2 separate regions of the Sus scrofa genome follow, and region 1 is linked to region 2. A link is a contact called in public HiChIP or PLAC-seq data. All regions are on one chromosome and are shown on one strand. Each heading gives the region's core, a stretch centred on a gene start, on an enhancer-like site or on the middle of the called end of the contact. The rest is flanking DNA. Distances are from core to core; before and after follow the strand shown.

Evidence for each region. HiChIP or PLAC-seq counts read pairs in DNA pulled down with a chosen protein or histone mark.
Region 1: a contact with region 2 is called in an H3K27ac HiChIP or PLAC-seq map of alveolar macrophages. The contact joins two enhancer-like sites. A contact is called at or near these places in 2 of 47 Hi-C or Micro-C datasets (both in liver) and 1 of 2 datasets of contacts at active chromatin or transcription factors (alveolar macrophages).

What each region holds. Positions count from the first base shown.
Region 1 is chr6:108,708,438-108,713,618 of Sscrofa11.1, reverse strand. The region is part of intron 32 of LAMA3 (laminin subunit alpha-3); the gene reads right to left. Among named protein-coding and RNA genes, the nearest start is that of TTC39C, 150 kb to the left of the region's middle. Within about 2 kb of position 1,793, at least 5 of the 83 cell types and tissues checked have an H3K27ac peak or open chromatin away from gene starts, as enhancers often do. A contact at or near this core is called in alveolar macrophages, where this site is marked.
Region 2 is chr6:108,452,342-108,457,774 of Sscrofa11.1, reverse strand. No RefSeq gene overlaps it. Among named protein-coding and RNA genes, the nearest start is that of NPC1, 4.6 kb to the right of the region's middle. Within about 2 kb of position 2,039, at least 12 of the 83 cell types and tissues checked have an H3K27ac peak or open chromatin away from gene starts, as enhancers often do. A contact at or near this core is called in alveolar macrophages, where this site is marked.

The DNA.
Region 1 (5,181 bases), core at 544-3,043, 260 kb before region 2:
TGATAAGAGTGGTGGTCTGTGACCTGAACCCCAAGGACCCCAGGTGGGACCGACAAGCAAGGGTTCACCAAAACACAGAGCATGCAATGCCTGGATTCCTGAGTGATGCAATGCTTCGAGCGTTGAGCATATGACTTCCGAGCAAAAACAAGCAACTCAAGGGGTTTTGGGCGGTGCCATGACAACAGGGAATAAAAAGGATACTTCCTCTTCAAAGTCTGGCTCCACGGCTTTTGCAAAACGACCTAAAGACAGCCTGACCTTGCATGCTTCTCCAGGAAGACTGCTACCCAAGGAGCTGCCCTCACTGCAACGGCAAGAAAGTTCCAGGAGATGCTGCCAGGAGGTGCAGAGCAGCAGCATGAAGATGCAGGTCGAGCGAAGGCATCTCCACGGCAATAGGCTTGGGGCCAAATATCATGCAATCACATCTGAGCACGTGCAGGAGCTCAGGTGCCTCCCAGATAACCAGAAAATCAGGTGTTACAGTGAACTCCGCCCTTTGCTCTTTAAATACTGTGGGTTCCTTGGTACTGAACTCACATCAAGCCCAGATGTAATCTAGAATCCAAAGTCCACCTTATTCATTCATTCATTCATGCAATAATTACCAAGCGCCATCTATAGAGACATCCTCGTGTTAGGGGACATGGGAGGGAGGGGACAAAGGAAAACAAGTCAGTCTTGGCCTTTGTACATTTTAACTGAGGGCACAGGACATAGAGATGCAGGAAGGTAGGTAATCACTTGAGAGATGGGATGGCTAAGCTTATAGCCAGCTTTCAGCAACGAGATGATGACAAGGCATTTCTGTGGGCTTGCAGAGCTATCACACCTTCTTTGAATTTGTACCTTTAACGCGATCCTTGAAGAGTGTGCATAATTTGGGGGTAACATAAGAGGGGGAAGGAGAACCAAGAACTGAACAACTGAATACAGGCAAAAAGTGTTCGGGGAAAACCACGCCAGAGAAGAAAGCTGAAAACAAAGTTTGTTAGGGTAAGTGGGGGCCAGATCACCATGGAAAGCTGGTCTTTAACCTCTCAGACAATGGAGAGTCGAGGGAGGTTCTTGTGCAAAGAGTGATGTGATGCAAGTGGTGCCGGGAAGAGCCACGTCCCACCCCCAGCAGACCACATGCAACATGGCGCTCACTGCACTGTCATTATTGGTTAAAGCAGGTTCCCCTACCAGACCATGACCTCTTGTTAGCAGGCATTTGGCTTCTGCACGAGGCACAGCACCCACACTGGAGTGGGCCCTAGATAGTTTGAACCATAAAACATACTGGTACCTGACAAAATAGAATTTAAGTCCAAAAAAAAAAAAAAAAGTCACATGGATGGAGGAAATGGTCCATCCTAGTTAAAAAAAAACAAAAACAAAAACAAAACTACATATACCAAGAAGATAAAATTATAAACATATATCAACATTCTCTATGCATTAGTAACAAAATTATGGGGAAAGTAGTTTTTTCAATTACAGGATAATTGTATACTTGGCAAATTCCTCCTCAGTTAAGAAGAAAGAAGGAAGGAAGGGAGGGAGGGAGGAGGGAAGGAGGAAAGAAAGAGAGAAGAAAGAAAGAAACAAAGAAAGAAAGAAAAGGAAAGAAACAAAGAGAAAGAAAGAAAGAGAGAAAGAAAGAAAGAGAAAGAGAAAGAAAGAAGGAAAGAAAGAAAGGCAGGAAGGAAGGACGAAGAAAGAAATAGAGGAAGTAGGGAGGGAGGAAGAGAGAAACCAGGAAGAGGAAGTCAATTAAGAGACCATCAATGTCACTCACACAGGAAGTGGTAAAAGGACTTCACGAGGGTGGCGGGATCTACAGAGAGCCATGGAAGAAACCAGGGGCAGTAATACATACTTTGCCAGAAGTTGACACCTTATTGACTGTCAAGAGAGGGGGTTGATTCTAAGGGCCCTTTAACATGTTCGAATCCAACACTTCATTAACCATGTGAGGGCACAGGAGCTCAAAGAGGTTAGGGGAGATGTCCTCCAGGGCCCCCTCAGTAAAGCCAATTGGGGAACCCCGGTCAAACTGATTTGCAGCGAAGATGGGATACGCAGGCTGTCAGGGGAGACTGGAGCTGTGGATCTGGGAATCATCCAGGCAGCGAGAGTGGCTGAAGCCAGTGGAACGGGTGGGGCTTCAGAGGGACAAAGTATAAAGGGTGGAAGGTGGAGTTCCCGTCGTGGCTCAGTGGTTGGCGAATCCGACTAGGAACCATGAGGTTGCGGGTTCGATCCCTGGCCTTGCTCAGTGGGTTAAGGATCTGGCGTTGCCATGAGCTGTGGTGTGGGTTGCAGACGTGGCCTGGATCCCGCGTTGCTGTGGCTCTGGCTTAGGCTGGTGGCTACAGCTCTGATCAGACCCCTAGCCTGGGAACCTCTGTATGCCATGGGAGCTGCCCAAGAAATCGCAAAAGACAAAAAAAAAAGGGGGGGGGGTGGAAGGTAGACGGCCAAAAGCTTAGTGAATAATGACAATTGCTAACATCAGGGGCTAGCGTGTGTCAGGCACTATTCTAAGGGTTTTCACATAAGATATTTAACCCTCTAAGGAACTTTCAGAGGCAGGTGCCTCTGGTAAAGAGGGAAAGTGGGAGAGAACTTTGAGCTCTGTCCAGCCTGTGCCAGGAGCCCCGCCCGCCCAGCTCTCCGCTGTGTCCCAACCCCTGCCTGCACACTGCCTGGAATTTACCATTCCTATTATTTGATGAGGTGCATCAAAGGAATTGCTTCTCCGAGTTGTTAGGGCTCATGGATTTATGCCGAGATGGAAGCACTTCTGTTGCCAGAATGCTAAGACGGTGACCTTTTCTGATATTTTGTTTTTCCATCTAACACAAACAGTAAATCTATGAGACTGGCTCAGAGAGAGGTCCCCTCAACATGGCTTTCCTTTTGCTGCTGTTCTTCTGAAAAGGCGTGTTTGTATATGTGCTTGGCCATCAGGTGGACAGTCATCACCTTTAACTGCTCTTAAGATGTCTTGAAAGCGGTTATGTTCATTTTTGTTTTGTTTTGTTTTTTTCTTTTTAGGGCTGCACCTGTAGCACATGGACGTTCCCAGGCTAGGGGTTGAATTGGAGCTGTAGCTGCTGGCCTACACCACAGTCACAGCAACGCCAGATCTGAGCTGTGTCTGCCACCTACACCACAGCTCACAGCAATAGCCGATCCTTAACACGTTGAGCAAGGCCAGGAATCAAACCCACATCCTCAGAGATACTAGTCAGGTTTGTTACCACTGAGCCACAATGGGAACTCCCACATTCATTTTTTATGATCATTTTGTTTGTTTGTTTGTTTTTATGGCCGCACCTGAGGCATATGGAAGTTCCCAGGCTAGGGGTCAAATTGGAGCTGCAGCTGCAGGCCTATGCCACAGCCACAGCAACACGGGATCCAAGCTACATCTTTGACCTTTGCTGCAACTTGCAGCAACACCAGATCCTTAACTCACTGAGCAAGGCCAAAGATTGAACCCACATCCTCACAGACACTATATGGGGTTCTTAACCTGCTGAGCCACAGTGGGAACTCCAATGATTTTTAAAGCAGTGACTCCTATTGTCTTTGTATCTGTCATTGACTGATATAATCTTCTGAGGATATTCTAACCCTTTTCTTTATTCAAAGAATCTGATGGAATAATCTTCCATTATTAAAAGCAGATGCAAATGGACTTTTTCATGGCTATTATATCTGATTAATTACTATGTTGCTACAAAAAATGAAATTTTGATCAATATAACCATTGTTAGGAGTTCCCTTGTGGCACAACTGGTTTAAGGATCCAATGCTGTCACTACAGTGACAAAAAAAAAATACATCTTTAAGACATCAATCTGGACAGAGTTGTCCAAACAATGGGCTTTTTAGCACTTACACCATATAGCTTTGCAGTAGCTTCTGTTATACAATCAGGGATTGAAGAAAAAACAGAATCGGGATTTTAAATTTGGGGGGAAGTTGGAGATGATTTTATCAAACTTCATTTTACAGATTAGGAAGCTGAGACCCAGGAAGGCAAAGCGACTTGTCTAGAGTCTCCTCTCTGGCTCATGACAAAGATAAGTCAGCTACTCAGTTTCATGGCTCCAAATGAATGTATTCCCAATTGTCTCTAAAATTATAACACTAGTTTCAATTAAGTAAAGTATTGTTGATTGCTGCAATTATTTTTGTAATTTATCTTAAAGGAGATCAATATTTATACCAGTTTGATTTTCCTTTATTATGACAAATTGTACACCTCTAAATCGTCTAATGAAATTTGAAAATTCCAATTTTTCAGCTTTGTAATTTGTGATAATTCATACCAATATAAGAGGGTTTCACTGAGAAAGGATGTTTTTCTTTTTATTGCAAGTGCAAGGTAGCTGTGATTATTTCTTTTACTTGACTGTTCGGTTCCTCTATACTCTTCATTTTCATTAGGAACATTTCAGGGGAAGGGTGTTTGAGGGGAGCATTCTTTCCTCGAATATTTTCTGAAGAAATAATCTTCTAGGCAATCAAAAGCTTTTTCAGCATCAAGGCTGGAATTATCACAGGTCATCTGTGCCATTAACAGTCATGTAATGAACTGAAAGCTTTCCTTACATTATCTGCCAAAGACCCTTTCATGACAGATACACTCTGATCATGGATAGATGCATCATCCCGTTAGGTGATGAGAGTCTCCTTGGTAACGTCAAGATGAACCATTCCACATCTCGTTTTAGCTGTGATACAGGTCAATGGCATTCTGTTCGTGTCGGCGTTCCCTCGGGTGTGGGCAAAGCTGCCACACCATGTGCCTCAGTCCTGAGGTAGGACTTTCTAGTCTACTAAACTGTCATTGGCCGGTGAAGGTTTGTGAATCCCACTCTTTCGAACTTGTACCTGAAATACTATGGTGCATCTCTTTCTCTCTTGTGGGAAAGTGCTGGGCTGTGGCTCCTTCGTTTCACTTCAGCAAACACGGATCGAACATCTACTTTGGGTATTCAGAGACAAACCATGACAAACCTCTCCCACAATTAGAAAAGACAAATAGAGTGTTATAAATGCTATGGGAGGCAGGAAAGTCTAGGGTGTTATAGGGACACATAGGAAGGTGCTCGACCCAACCTTGGCAGTGGATGAGATTTTTTTTTTCTCACAACTTTTAGTGTGTTCTTGGCTTCC
Region 2 (5,433 bases), core at 790-3,289:
AGTTCCCAGTAGTGTGAACTTTAACCAGTCAATCTGGAATTACCAGATTAGTTCCTGTGAGGTAAATTGCATGATAGATCCCCACCTTTCCCTTAAAGGAAGGTGACCTTGCCTGAAATAACCTTTTTTCTTTTGTTTCAGATTTTCTTGACCCACCACCTTTCTACCTTTGGAAACCTTCCCTTTCGTACAGTTCCTTTTTTTTTTTTTTTTTTTTTTATCTTTTTAGGGCCCAACCAGGGGCATAAGGAGGTTCCCTCCCAGACTAGGGGTCGAATCAGAGCTGCAGTTGCCAGCCTACACCACAGCCACAGCAACACCAGATCTGAGCCGCATCTTCAGCCTACACCACAGCTCACAGCAACACGGGATCCTTAATGCTGGATGCTTAATCCCTAACAAGCCTGGGGATCAAACCCAAATCCCCATGGATACTTTTCGAGTTTTTAATCCACGGAGCCACAACAGGAACTCCTAACCTTCTAATTTTTAATAAGGGAAATGCTGTTATTGTTCCCATTTCTTGCAGTTGGACTTTTAAGAATAACCTTAGAAATAGAGTCTTCCCTTTCTAAGCTCTGGACTTCCTGTTTTAGGAAAGATTAGACCCCCAAGCCACCCCAGATGAAGGCGATAGGTTCCTAGGAGGATGGACGCAGATCTCCGACCCCGCCTCTGATTGTGGCTCTTCACCTTGGAGACCTGCTTCGGACACCGGTCCGGCTGACACAAGGTCTGCACCTGGAATGTGGATGCTCAAATTGGGCAGCAAGAAACAACAGCCTGCGGAAAACAACTGCCTGCATAGATTAAACACCTACAAGGATTAACTGCCCTCTATCATGGAACTCAACCCCCACCACCCCTCTTGACCTACACCCCTCCCTCTTCATTGTTCCTGCCACAAGTTCTGGCCAGGAACTCCAGCCATGGATTCCTACCACAGATACTTTATAAGCCTAGCAACCTCCTCACAGCTGTGGCTGGTGCCATCTCGAGCTCAGTCCGTCCCCCTCTGATGCTGTGATAAATCCCTCTTGCTTGACCACCATGGCCTTGCACCTTCCTTCCTCTACAGACCTAACAGAAGGAACACGTGTTATGTATCTGAATCCTCCAGATTAGGGAATGCCAATGCAAAACCCCAAAGGCCAAGTTTCAAGTTATCCTCATACTAACTGCATCCTATATAAGTGGAAGATATACTGCGACCCATGACTGGATTAATCACCAATTCAGAATACCTTGAGTATGGTGAATAATACTTTACCAAAAGTCTGACCAACAGTACCCCTTTCCTGAACCCTCATAAACCATTGACACTAAAGTCATGAGTTGTAGCTGTGAGCTCTTTTAAGTGAGGTCACAGTGCAGACCCAAGCCAGGGTGTGGAGGGGTACAATGGACTGAATTGTGTCCCCCTGCCCCCAAATTCATATGTTGAAGCCCTAACCTCCAAAGTACCCTTTCTTTTTTACTTTTATTTTTATTGCTTTTTAGGGCTGCACTTGCGGCATATGGAGGTTCCCAGGCTAAGGGTCCAATCAGAGCTACAGTTGCCGGCCTACTCCACAGCCGCAGCAACACAGGATCTGAGCCTCATCTGCAACCTACAGCACAGCTCATGGCAACACCAGATCCTTAACCCACTGAGCAAGGCAGGGATGGAACCCCCATCCTCATGGATACTGGTGGGATTCTTACCACTGAGCCACACCGGGAACTCCCAGAGTACCTATTTTAGAGCTAGAGCTTTTAGGAGGTAATTAAGGTTGAACAAGACCTTAAGGGTGAGGCCTTAATCAGACAGGACTGGTGACTATACCAAGAGGAAAAGGCGGATCTCTCTCCCTCCACACACTCGCACAAAAAAAAACCATGTGAGCAAAGTGAGAAGGCAGCGGTCTGCAAGCCAGGAAATGGGGCCTCTCCAGAAACCCAGCTGACTTGGATGGAGTTCCTCCTGTGGCGCAACAGGATCCAAGGCTTCCCTGTAGCACTATGACTCAGGTTCAACCCCCCTCCTGGCACAGTGGGTTAAAGGATCCGGCCTTGCCACAGCTGCAGCATGGGTTGCAACTGTGACTCGGATCTGATGCCTGAACTGTGGGATATAAATTCCTGTCATTTAAGCAACCCAGTTTGTGGTATTTGTTATGGCAGCCTGAGCTAACATAAGAGGAGGAAATTGGAGTTTCCGTTGTGTCGCAGTGGTTAACGAATCCGACAAGGAACCATGAGGTTGCGGATTTGATCCCTGGCCTTGCTCAGTGGGGTAAGGATCCAGCATTCCTGTGGCTGTGGTGTAGGCCGGCGGCAACAGCTCTGATTAGACCCCTAGCCTGGGAACCTCCATGTGCCAAGGGAGAGGCCCTAGAAAAGGCAAAAAAAAAAAAAAAAAAAAAAAAAAGAGGGAGAAAGTAGGGGGAGAAAAGGAAGCAAAGTAAAGAAGTGCTGGGGCCACCAGGAAGGACCTCACTTAGCACAAGATGAAGTCGGCTGCATCCCAGTGCCCCAGAGGCTCAGCTTGATCTTCATTTCCTATTACAGAATCTCAGCCTTCAAGTTAGTATCTAGGTAAGCTTGTTATCAGTGCCGTGGTTAGACAGTCTTTTTTCTTTGCCCATTTGAATCACTGCCTACTTGAACTGTTCCAAGTCAGCAGCAGAAAAACAAACAAAAACTTCCATATTAGAAGAAATCAAAGTTATTTTGTTGTAATAAAATTTTATGAACATGAATATACTGCTCAAATCACATCGATAGTCTAGAAGATGAGATGCAATAGATGCTTAGCCAGTGAGGTAACCCAGGAGAACAAAGGCTAAAGAACATGTTTTATGCACGAAGGTGTGATCATCTGTGTTGAACACCACTAAGAGAGCAAGTGAGGTGAAAACAAAGAATTGTCATTGGTTTGGCAACATAATAACAAGTGACAACTTTATGAAGAGCAGCTATCCATCTGATGGCTGAGGCTCTGGGGGAAGGTGGGGAGATGGATCCTTACAGCAAAACCATTCCAGATGAATCATTATCTTCATGAAATCATTGAAGCTCTAAAGGAAAACAATTTTTTAAACCCTTTAAACTAGTAAATGAGTAAAAGCATCTGCAATGCATATGCTAAACCAACAGGTTAATTTTCTTTTTCTTTCTTTTTTTGGCTTTTAAGGTCTGCACCTTCGGCCTATGGACGTTCCAGGCTAGAGATTAAATTGGAGCTGAAGCTGCTGGGCTATACCACTGCCACAGCAACACTGGATCCCAGATATTTATCTGTGACCTACACCACAGCTCACGGCAATTCGGTCCCTTAACCCACTGAGGCCAGGGATCAAACCCACGTCCTCATGGATACTAGTCACGTTTGTAATCTGCTGAACCACAATGGGAATTCTCAGGTTAATTTTCTTAATAAATAGCTTAAATAAATCAATATAAAAAAACTGATAGAAAATGAACACAGAAAGAAATAAAATCACTTATAGATGGATGAAAAATTCTGGCTCTCATAATTAATGAAACACAAATTAAAGCATCATAGTATTTTTTAAAATAAGAAATAAAATAATTAAAATCACAGATGTCATTCTTCACCTATCAGAATGGCAAAGATAAGTGTTGGCAAGGAGATAGAATCAGGTATTTCCAAGTGCTGTTAGCAAAGATATAAACTGCAGTCTCTTTGGAGGGCAATTTGGTAATAATCAAAACTAAAGTAAATACTCCCTTTGATTCAGCAGTATACAATTTTTGAAACAGCTCCATCTGTAGATGTTAGTAAAGATTTAGGTGCAGGAATGTCCATTACATTGTTTCCGGTAACAAAAGTAACAAACCAAGCATCCAACAGGAGACTGATTAAATAAAATATGCAATGGATTGAAAACTATTAACAGATTATTTCTAGCCTTCTCCTTCCATTTGCTAGGTTAAAAAAAAATTGTTTTGGGTCCATGTTCTCATCTCTCTCCCTAAGGAAAATGTTCAATAGCTTTTAGAATTTTCTCATGCAGTATCTGGAAGAAAGCAGAGGGCACAGAAAGATGCAAAGCTTTGTGGAATCCAGACCAGCTCAGGCATTGAGGAAGTATAAGAAAATGAAAGGTGAATGTATGTAATGTTACTGGAGATAGACAACCCCTTCACATGTAGAAATGCATTTGAGGCTGGAGTTATTTTGAAATACTTTTTGGTTGAGGAACTCTACTTCACTAACTTGGGCACTGCTCTGAGACTAAGCCTACATTGCTGGCTTCAGAGATGTCATATAGGAGTTCCCATCGTGGTGCAGTGGAAACGAATTCCACTAGGAACCATGAGGTTGCAGGTTCGATCCCTGGCCTCACTCAGTGGGTTAAGTTTCTGGCGTTGCCTTGAGAGGTGGTGTAGGTCACAGACTCAGGTCAGATCCCACTTGGCTGTGGCTGTGGTGTAGGCTGGCAGCTGTAGCTCAGATTTGACCCCTAGCCTGGAAACCTCCACATGCCACTATTTCGGCCCTAAAAAGCAAAAAACAAAGAAAGAAATGTCAATTACTCACAATGGAATCCCATAAAGCTTGTAAAGATAGGGAGGTGGAAAAGCATATTGCTAAATGTAAAAAAGCAAGCTGCAAACCGTATACCACCATATGTTCCCTCTTGTTTAAAAAGCCCATAAATTATATTCACATACGTGTTTTCAAATGCATAGAAGTTTTCTGGAGGCTGTTTCTGCAAATTTATAAAGATGCATCATCTCATAATTTCATAGACCCTTTCGTTTTTTGTCCTTTATTTTTATGCAATCATTGCTGAATGGTGTTTACAGTGAAAGTGGAATAGAGCATTACTTTAAAAGTCTCTTAGAATCTGAACAACATGTCAGATGAAATACAAATGCACAATGTAAAAACAAGTTTTATTTGGGGAACTCACTGAGGACCATAGTCCAAGAGGCAGCCTCTGAGAGATATGAGGAAATCTTCTGAAGAAATGATGGAAGAGCCAGGGTGTATATGAAATTTTTTCAATAGGTAAAAATATGTTGTCAGGCATAAAAAGATTACCACTAATCACAAAGAACAGGCATCTCAAGTTAATGATTGCATTACTTTTCTAAGTTTGGGAAGATGAAAGAATCTGGAGTCTTTGGAAATTTTCCTTAGATATGCATCTTAACTACCTAGTGGCCAGTATATCTTATGCACAGAAAGCTTTGTCTTTTTTTCCATCCTGAATTCCCCTCAGGGTTCGTACAGTAGCAACTGCAGTGGCTAATGGCTTAATCCTTGTAGAAGTAGATTATGAGCAACTTTTTTTCCTTTACACACCTTAAAACAATTTTCAGAGAGGGAGAAAATGCACCACTATGATTATCCATAATGGAGGATCATAAATGATATTTTCTTGTAAATTGTAAACTTTTGTGTATTTTTCAAAGTTTCTA